2 separate regions of the Capsicum annuum genome follow, and region 2 is linked to region 1. Evidence: chromatin contacts called from public Hi-C data. All regions are on one chromosome and are shown on one strand. The core of a region is the stretch at or near the end of the contact, and the rest is flanking DNA. Distances in the headings are between cores, read along the strand shown. Region 1 holds the start of LOC124887153. Region 2 overlaps LOC107854752 (ethylene receptor 1).

Evidence for each region. A called contact is a pair of places that touch in the nucleus more often than the background predicts.
Region 2: a contact with region 1 is called in a Hi-C map of leaf, with 5 times the contacts expected there. The contact joins the enhancer-like site here to the promoter of LOC124887153 in region 1. A contact is called at or near these places in 4 of 5 Hi-C or Micro-C datasets (leaf, pericarp and placenta).

Annotation. Positions count from the first base shown.
Region 1 is chr9:183,864,581-183,867,791 of UCD10Xv1.1, forward strand. It overlaps LOC124887153, which reads left to right and starts at 1,509. Exons shown (of 1, transcript XM_047396341.1): 1 at 1,509-2,009. The coding sequence starts at 1,509. The coding sequence ends at 2,009.
Region 2 is chr9:184,002,932-184,006,142 of UCD10Xv1.1, forward strand. It overlaps LOC107854752 (ethylene receptor 1), which reads right to left. Exons shown (of 7, transcript XM_016699753.2): 6 at 3,173-3,211; 7 at 1,611-2,390. The coding sequence ends at 2,033. Among protein-coding and RNA genes, the nearest start is that of LOC107854748, 5.5 kb to the left of the region's middle. Within about 2 kb of position 1,505, at least 3 of the 5 cell types and tissues checked have an H3K27ac peak or open chromatin away from gene starts, as enhancers often do. A contact at or near this core is called in leaf and pericarp, where this site is marked.

The DNA.
Region 1 (3,211 bases), core at 259-2,758:
TGTAAAGTATTTGATTGTTTTCTCATTCACGATAAGTTAGATTGTAACCTGTTATTTAATAGATTTTTTTGTTGTAGTTTTATTGTGCTAATTAAGTATAAGATATTAGATGACTAACAGTGAAAATTGGATAGACAAAATTGTCTCAAGTTTATATCAAGATTAACTTACGCCTTTAACGCTAGACAAGTTTTAGGTATGTTTAAAATATTCGTCTCAATTTAGAATGCAGCATATGTATCTTTCTGAGACATTTAAAATTTCAGTGATGCAATAATGTATGTACCTTGACAAATATTTTTCTAAAATTAATTTTCATTGATTTGTTTAATATAAGATAATAGACAAGTTTTAGTATAATAAAAATGAGCGAATTTATGTTTTAACATATTTATCAAGATAGTTTAAGTCAAGATAAGTCAATAAAAGCGATCGTGCTAGAACCACGGGACTCGAGGGGTGTTTCACACCTTCCCCTCGGTCAACAGAATTTCTTACCCGGTCTTCTATTTTTCAAGACCAACAAAGAGTCATTTCCTTTTGATTAGGGATTCAATAAGGTGACTTGAAACATCATAACTCAATTCCAAGTGGCGAATCTATAACTAAAATAATTCCTATTCAAAACCATCACTTTAATTAGAAAAATCCTTTGATCTTCGATCCTTCGGACGAAAAAGGGGTGTGACACATCCACTAGATGTATATACTCCATCATCACTATCATGAACTACAGTGGTTTATTACCTATATATCAAAGTTTTCTATCTAAATTTTCTACTGAGGTTGAGCCTAGTTGTTATGTTGAGGCAGCTAAAGATTCTAGATGGGTGCAAGCCATGCAGTCAGAAATCCAAGCATTGGAGGATAACAAGACCTGGGAGTGGGTGGACTTGCCTGCAGGTAAAAAGGCTATAGGTTGTAGGTAGGTGTTCAAGATCAAATACCAAGTTGGTGGTAAAATGGAAAGGCTAAAGGCTAGACTGGTAGCCAAAGATACAATCAGAAGGAAGGTCTTGATTATCAAGAGACATTTTCTCCTGTAGTTAAAATGGCAACTGTAAGGACTGTCATATCTATTGCAGCAGCAAAACAATGGTCAATTCATCAAATGAATGTATATAATGTCTTTCTACAGGGTGATCTCTATGAAGAAGTTTATACGCATCTACCAGATGGTTTCAGTACTGATGGAACCAAGAAATAAGTTTGCAGACTATTGAAATCTTTGTATGATTTAAAACAGGCTTCAAGATAATGGAACATTAAACTCACCACTACTTTGCTCTCTTTAGGTTTTTCCTAAAGTACTAGAGACTACTCTTTGTTTACTAGAAAAGATGGTGATAAAATAGTGGTTGTCTTAATATATGTTGATGATTTGTTGATAACTGGGAATGATCCACTCATGGTTCAGGATACCAAAGATACTTTGCAGATTTCTTTTAAAATCAAAGATCTTGGAGAGCTTAGGTATTTCCTTGGTTTAGAATTTTCCAGGAACAAGGATGGCAGCCTCATTCACCAAAGGAAGTATGCTCTTGAGCTTATTGCTTCACCAAAGAAAGTATGCTCTTGAGCTTATTGCAGATATGGTGTTATCTGGTGCTAAGCCTGTTTCTACACCCATGGAATTGAACAAAAAGTTTACTACTACTGAATTTGATCAATACATGCCATCCATACAGGTTGATCCTCCACTCACAGAACCAGCTGTCTTTCAGAGGCTTATTAGAAGGTGGTTGTATCTCACTACTACTAGACCAGACATTACATTTGGTGTACAGTGCTTGAGTCAGCTTATGCATTCTCCTAAGCAATCATACATGGAGGCTTCTTTAAGACTGGTTAGATATGTCAAGAAGGAACCAGGTTTAGGTATATTCATGTCCTCGGCAGGAGGGTCTGCACTTAATATTTTCTGTTATGCCGATTGGGGAGCTTGTATCAACAGCAGGAAGTCCATAACTAGTTACTTAGTTCAATATGGTTCATCTTTAATATCTTAGAGGTCTAAGAAGCAAGTGACAATCTCTAGGAGTTCTACCGAGGATGAATACAGAGCAATGGCCTCTATAGCTGCTAAAGTAGCGTGGCTCACAGGTTTGTTTCAGGAGCTTGGTGTGGATCTTACTCTTCCGGTCCCTCTCTATTCTGACAGTACTTTAGCACTACAAATTGTTGTTAATCCTGTTTTCCATGAAAGGACCAAACACATAGACATCGATTGTCATTTTATAAGAGAGAAGATTCAGAATGGTTTACTTACTGCTCAATATTTATGCACCACCAAGGCTCTTGGGCAAGGTCCTCACTCACATTTTTTGTCCAAGCTAGGCATGAAGAACATCTTCATTGCTCCTAACTTTGGGGGGGGGGGGGGGGGGGGGGGGTGAAGGAAAAAAGTGGAAGGGGGGGGGGGGGGGGGGGGGGGGGGGGGGAGGGGAGGAGTTGAAGGAGTTAAGTAAATGTATAGATGTACCTTGAATGTATACACAAACAATCTAATTATTTCGCTCCAATCTGGAGATTTCTCACGAACTTAACAAATGTTCATATTTTTTTTCTTAAGAATTAGCCAATTTAATCTAAAGAACAAAAATTCAATTAAAGATGATGCAAGGAATTTTAGGTAAAGTTAAGTTGCAATCATGTTTGACGTTACTTGATTTATTTTAATAGTATTTTCTATATTTGAGATATATGCAAATACATAATAGTTAACTGTGGATAAGAATAAATAATTGTAGTTTAAAAACTGACACATCGGTCTAAATACTCAGTGCGGATAAGTTTTGCCCTTCAAGTTGCCTTCTATAACTATTATCATTATTTATAATTATAATTTATTTAATTAAAAAAAAGCAACTAAAAATTGAAATTTACTATTAATAGGCTTTAAAATTTCCTAGCGTTAAAAAAGTTTCTACGGACTTTTTTCAATTTGTATACACTGCAGCGTAATGAATATATTTCATCCTCAGAAAAAAAATCAGAACGAAGGGTGGTTAAACACCCTTCCAAAAATTATAATGTGCATAAAAAGATTTTTAACTTCATCCAAAAATTATAATGTGCATAAAAAGATTATGTTATGTGTATAATTCAAAAGTTATTTTTAATTTATATTCACATTAAACTTTTAACAACCTTAGCAAATTCTCTAACTTCATCTCTTAAGCTGAATTTGGACAGTTAAAATAGGATGAGT
Region 2 (3,211 bases), core at 255-2,754, 140 kb after region 1:
GGTTCTTCTTGATCTAGCTGAAAGAAAGTTCATTTTTGTAATTTTCTAATTATATTTTATCTTTCTTGTCTAGGAGTTAGTTCAGTCTTCTTTAATTGAGTAATTAATTCATCTATCTCAGTATTTTTAGGTTCTTGAACTTCTTTACCCTTAATTATATTATCTATTTTTTTTTAATGTAATTTTAACAATAACGCTATTATAGTATTGTTTTGTTTTACTATGATTTTATTTGCCTGACTTGAAGGAAGATACCTAGACAATCCTTCTGGTTCGTCATGATAGCTTTTTGATTTTTCTAATTCCCTACTATAATTTATATTTTCTTCATTCATGAAAGTGAGCTTTCTTCTAATCTTTGTATTATTATTTTTAGCTCACTTATTTCTTTATTTATGATTTCTATTTGTTCTACAATTTTTGTTACTAATTGAGTGATTTTAATTTCTAGATCTTTAGATTTTTCTGCTATAGTCTTTATTAATTTTTCTATTTCTATTTTTGTAGGTATTTTTCCCAAATTAAATTTTGTATTTAAGTATTGAAGTTTTCTATCTATTTTTAATTCTTGTGATTTTAAATAATCAAAATTTTGTTCTAGTTTATCTAATGTCTTTTTCTGTTTATGTTGAGTAACTTCTATTTCTTCTAATTGTCTAATTATAATTTTATTTTTTTCTTGAATTTTATCACTAAGGTTTATTATTAAATCTATTAAAGTATTATGTTGTCTATCCTCAGAATGTAATATGTGCTCTCCTTGACTAAAGTTACACTTTATAACAGTATTATCTTTTAATGTTCTGTATTTCTTTTCAGGTTGAAATCGTAAATCTAGGTATTCAAAGTGTTTTAAAGAAACTATTTTGTTATGTTACCCTAGAGTACTTGTAATTTTACAATTTTTCTTGTAATAAATTATTCTACTACTACAGTATTTAATATCTAGTTCTATATTATCAATTCTTCTAATTATTTTTTCTTGTTCTCCTATAAGTGATTCTTTTAAATGTTCGTTTGTGATTGGCCATAGTAGTCCACTAAAATCAAAAGATTAAAGGACAAAAGTTTAGTTGCCAGAAAAATGATCCGGGGTGTGGTTAAAGAAGTTGTTAAGAATTAGATTAAGAGAGAGATGGACAGGGTAAGTTAACATATATATATATATATATGTATGTATATATATATGTATATGTACGTAGATATATATGTATATACACGTATATATATATATGTATGTACGTATATATATGACAAGGGATAATTAAAGGATTTAAAGGGTAAGTTCGTTGGTGATGATTTACTTTCCACTTCGCAATACCTTCTTCCCCTTGTATAATAATAATAAAATAAAATTTAAAAAGTCACCTTAACCCCCCAAAAGAATATCTTTTCTTTAGAAAAGTGATGAAGGTTTCAACTTTCAACTTCAGAACCCCTTCCCTTTTGAAAGACCAGTTAGTTGTGTTATTTGCTGTTGCTTCCTTGGCACATAGAGTCAACTTACCCCCTTCACTTCAGACTCTTTGCTATGTAGTAGGGTCACAAAACACTATACATTTGCCTTGACCCCTGAGGAAAAGGAAATGTGAAAGGCAATAGAAAAAACAGAAAAGGAACGAGTAATCTATTGACCAAATCATGTTTTTGCCCCAAATGTTAAGCCAAGTCAATACAGTTTCCCAGAAAAATTTTCAAATGTTTCTAATGTTTCAAGTATGAATTGACTTGGAAAAATCAATTCCTTTCTACAAATTTGTTACAAGTCCTCAGCAATATCATCCTTGCATCGCATTTAATCAGATACATACACCTTCTTCCAGTGGCATATTGTGCAATCGCCAAGAGTAAAATTCTTTCTTTTGCCCAAAGCGGGGAACTATATACAACAACTCGTGCATTTGGGTGAATTTTCAAATGGTTACTGCACATTTTCTTGAGGTCTCTTAACATACACTTCTCTTGGTAATGAAGCTACCCTACACCCACCCCCCACACACCTCCCCCACCTACGCGCGTCCAACTCCTACGTTCATGATGATTCAAGTACAACTCCATGCTCTAAAAGCTCAGATAGAACACTCCTCATTTTATCCACTGACACAGGTTTTAGAATAACTCCATCCATACCAACTCTCATGCAGTTTTCCTTAGTAACTCTGTCTGTGTTCCCCGTCAGTGCCACAATAAGTGGCCTGCCGTGACGTTTCCCAAACCTTTCATGTATCACTACAGCAACTTCATAACAGTCTATACCTGCCATGCTAACATCCATGAACACTACCTTGTGTTCCTGTGTAATAACTCTCAAGCACTCATCACGCGAGCCAACAGTTGTTACATCACATCCAAGGTGTGTAAGCAGACCCTTGGTTACCATCCTGCTAACCCTACATAAAAGAGTAACAAAACAGAAACAATTCTCATCAGATAGGACAAATAATAAAAATAATAAGCTAAGGAAAATAAAAAAGAAAAGGCAAGCTACGATCACAGGAAGTCGCAGGATCACCGCTCATTCAAATTCGTCACCGACAATAAACCAATTGGCCTTAAAATTTATAACTACCTAGGGTTACAGATAATAAAGGTGGTCATCACAAGAGAAAAGAGAGGGACGGGGAGAAAGAGGATAATTGAAATAAGAGAAAAGGGACTCTATGACTGGCTCTAGAAAAAGGAAGTCTCGGGGAAAACATATATATCAAGGCGAACCAGATTGACTGTGACATCCTTTAATTCAATGCATATAAATACACCAGACTTGTATTAAGACATTCATGTGGCCACTTTTTCCTCCATCTTCTTATGCCTTGAAAGAGCAGTCTATCCTTTTACTGGATTTGAAAGTACTACTTGCCAGTTGGTCACTCCTTTCTTCCGACTGTAGACAACAACGTCTCCTTTTTGTCAGAAAAAGGCATATACTCCTAACTCCTAAGTACATGTTGCCAGCACATCCAAATATAGTTAAGATGCTGACTTCATTACTCTATTGTAGACTCAGCAGAAGCCCGAGTCTTCTTCAAAAAGTGACATCCCATGATCACCTCTAGTTAAGTATTTACATGTTCAGTCTCATGTCAGATAGATCAATGCATATAAGATGAGAAACTCATGAACAGCATGACAAGACAGGAGCTGGAGATAAAGAGGTCCCAATAGTACTCACCCGTTATCATCCATAACCAAAACCTTTAATCCTTGAAAA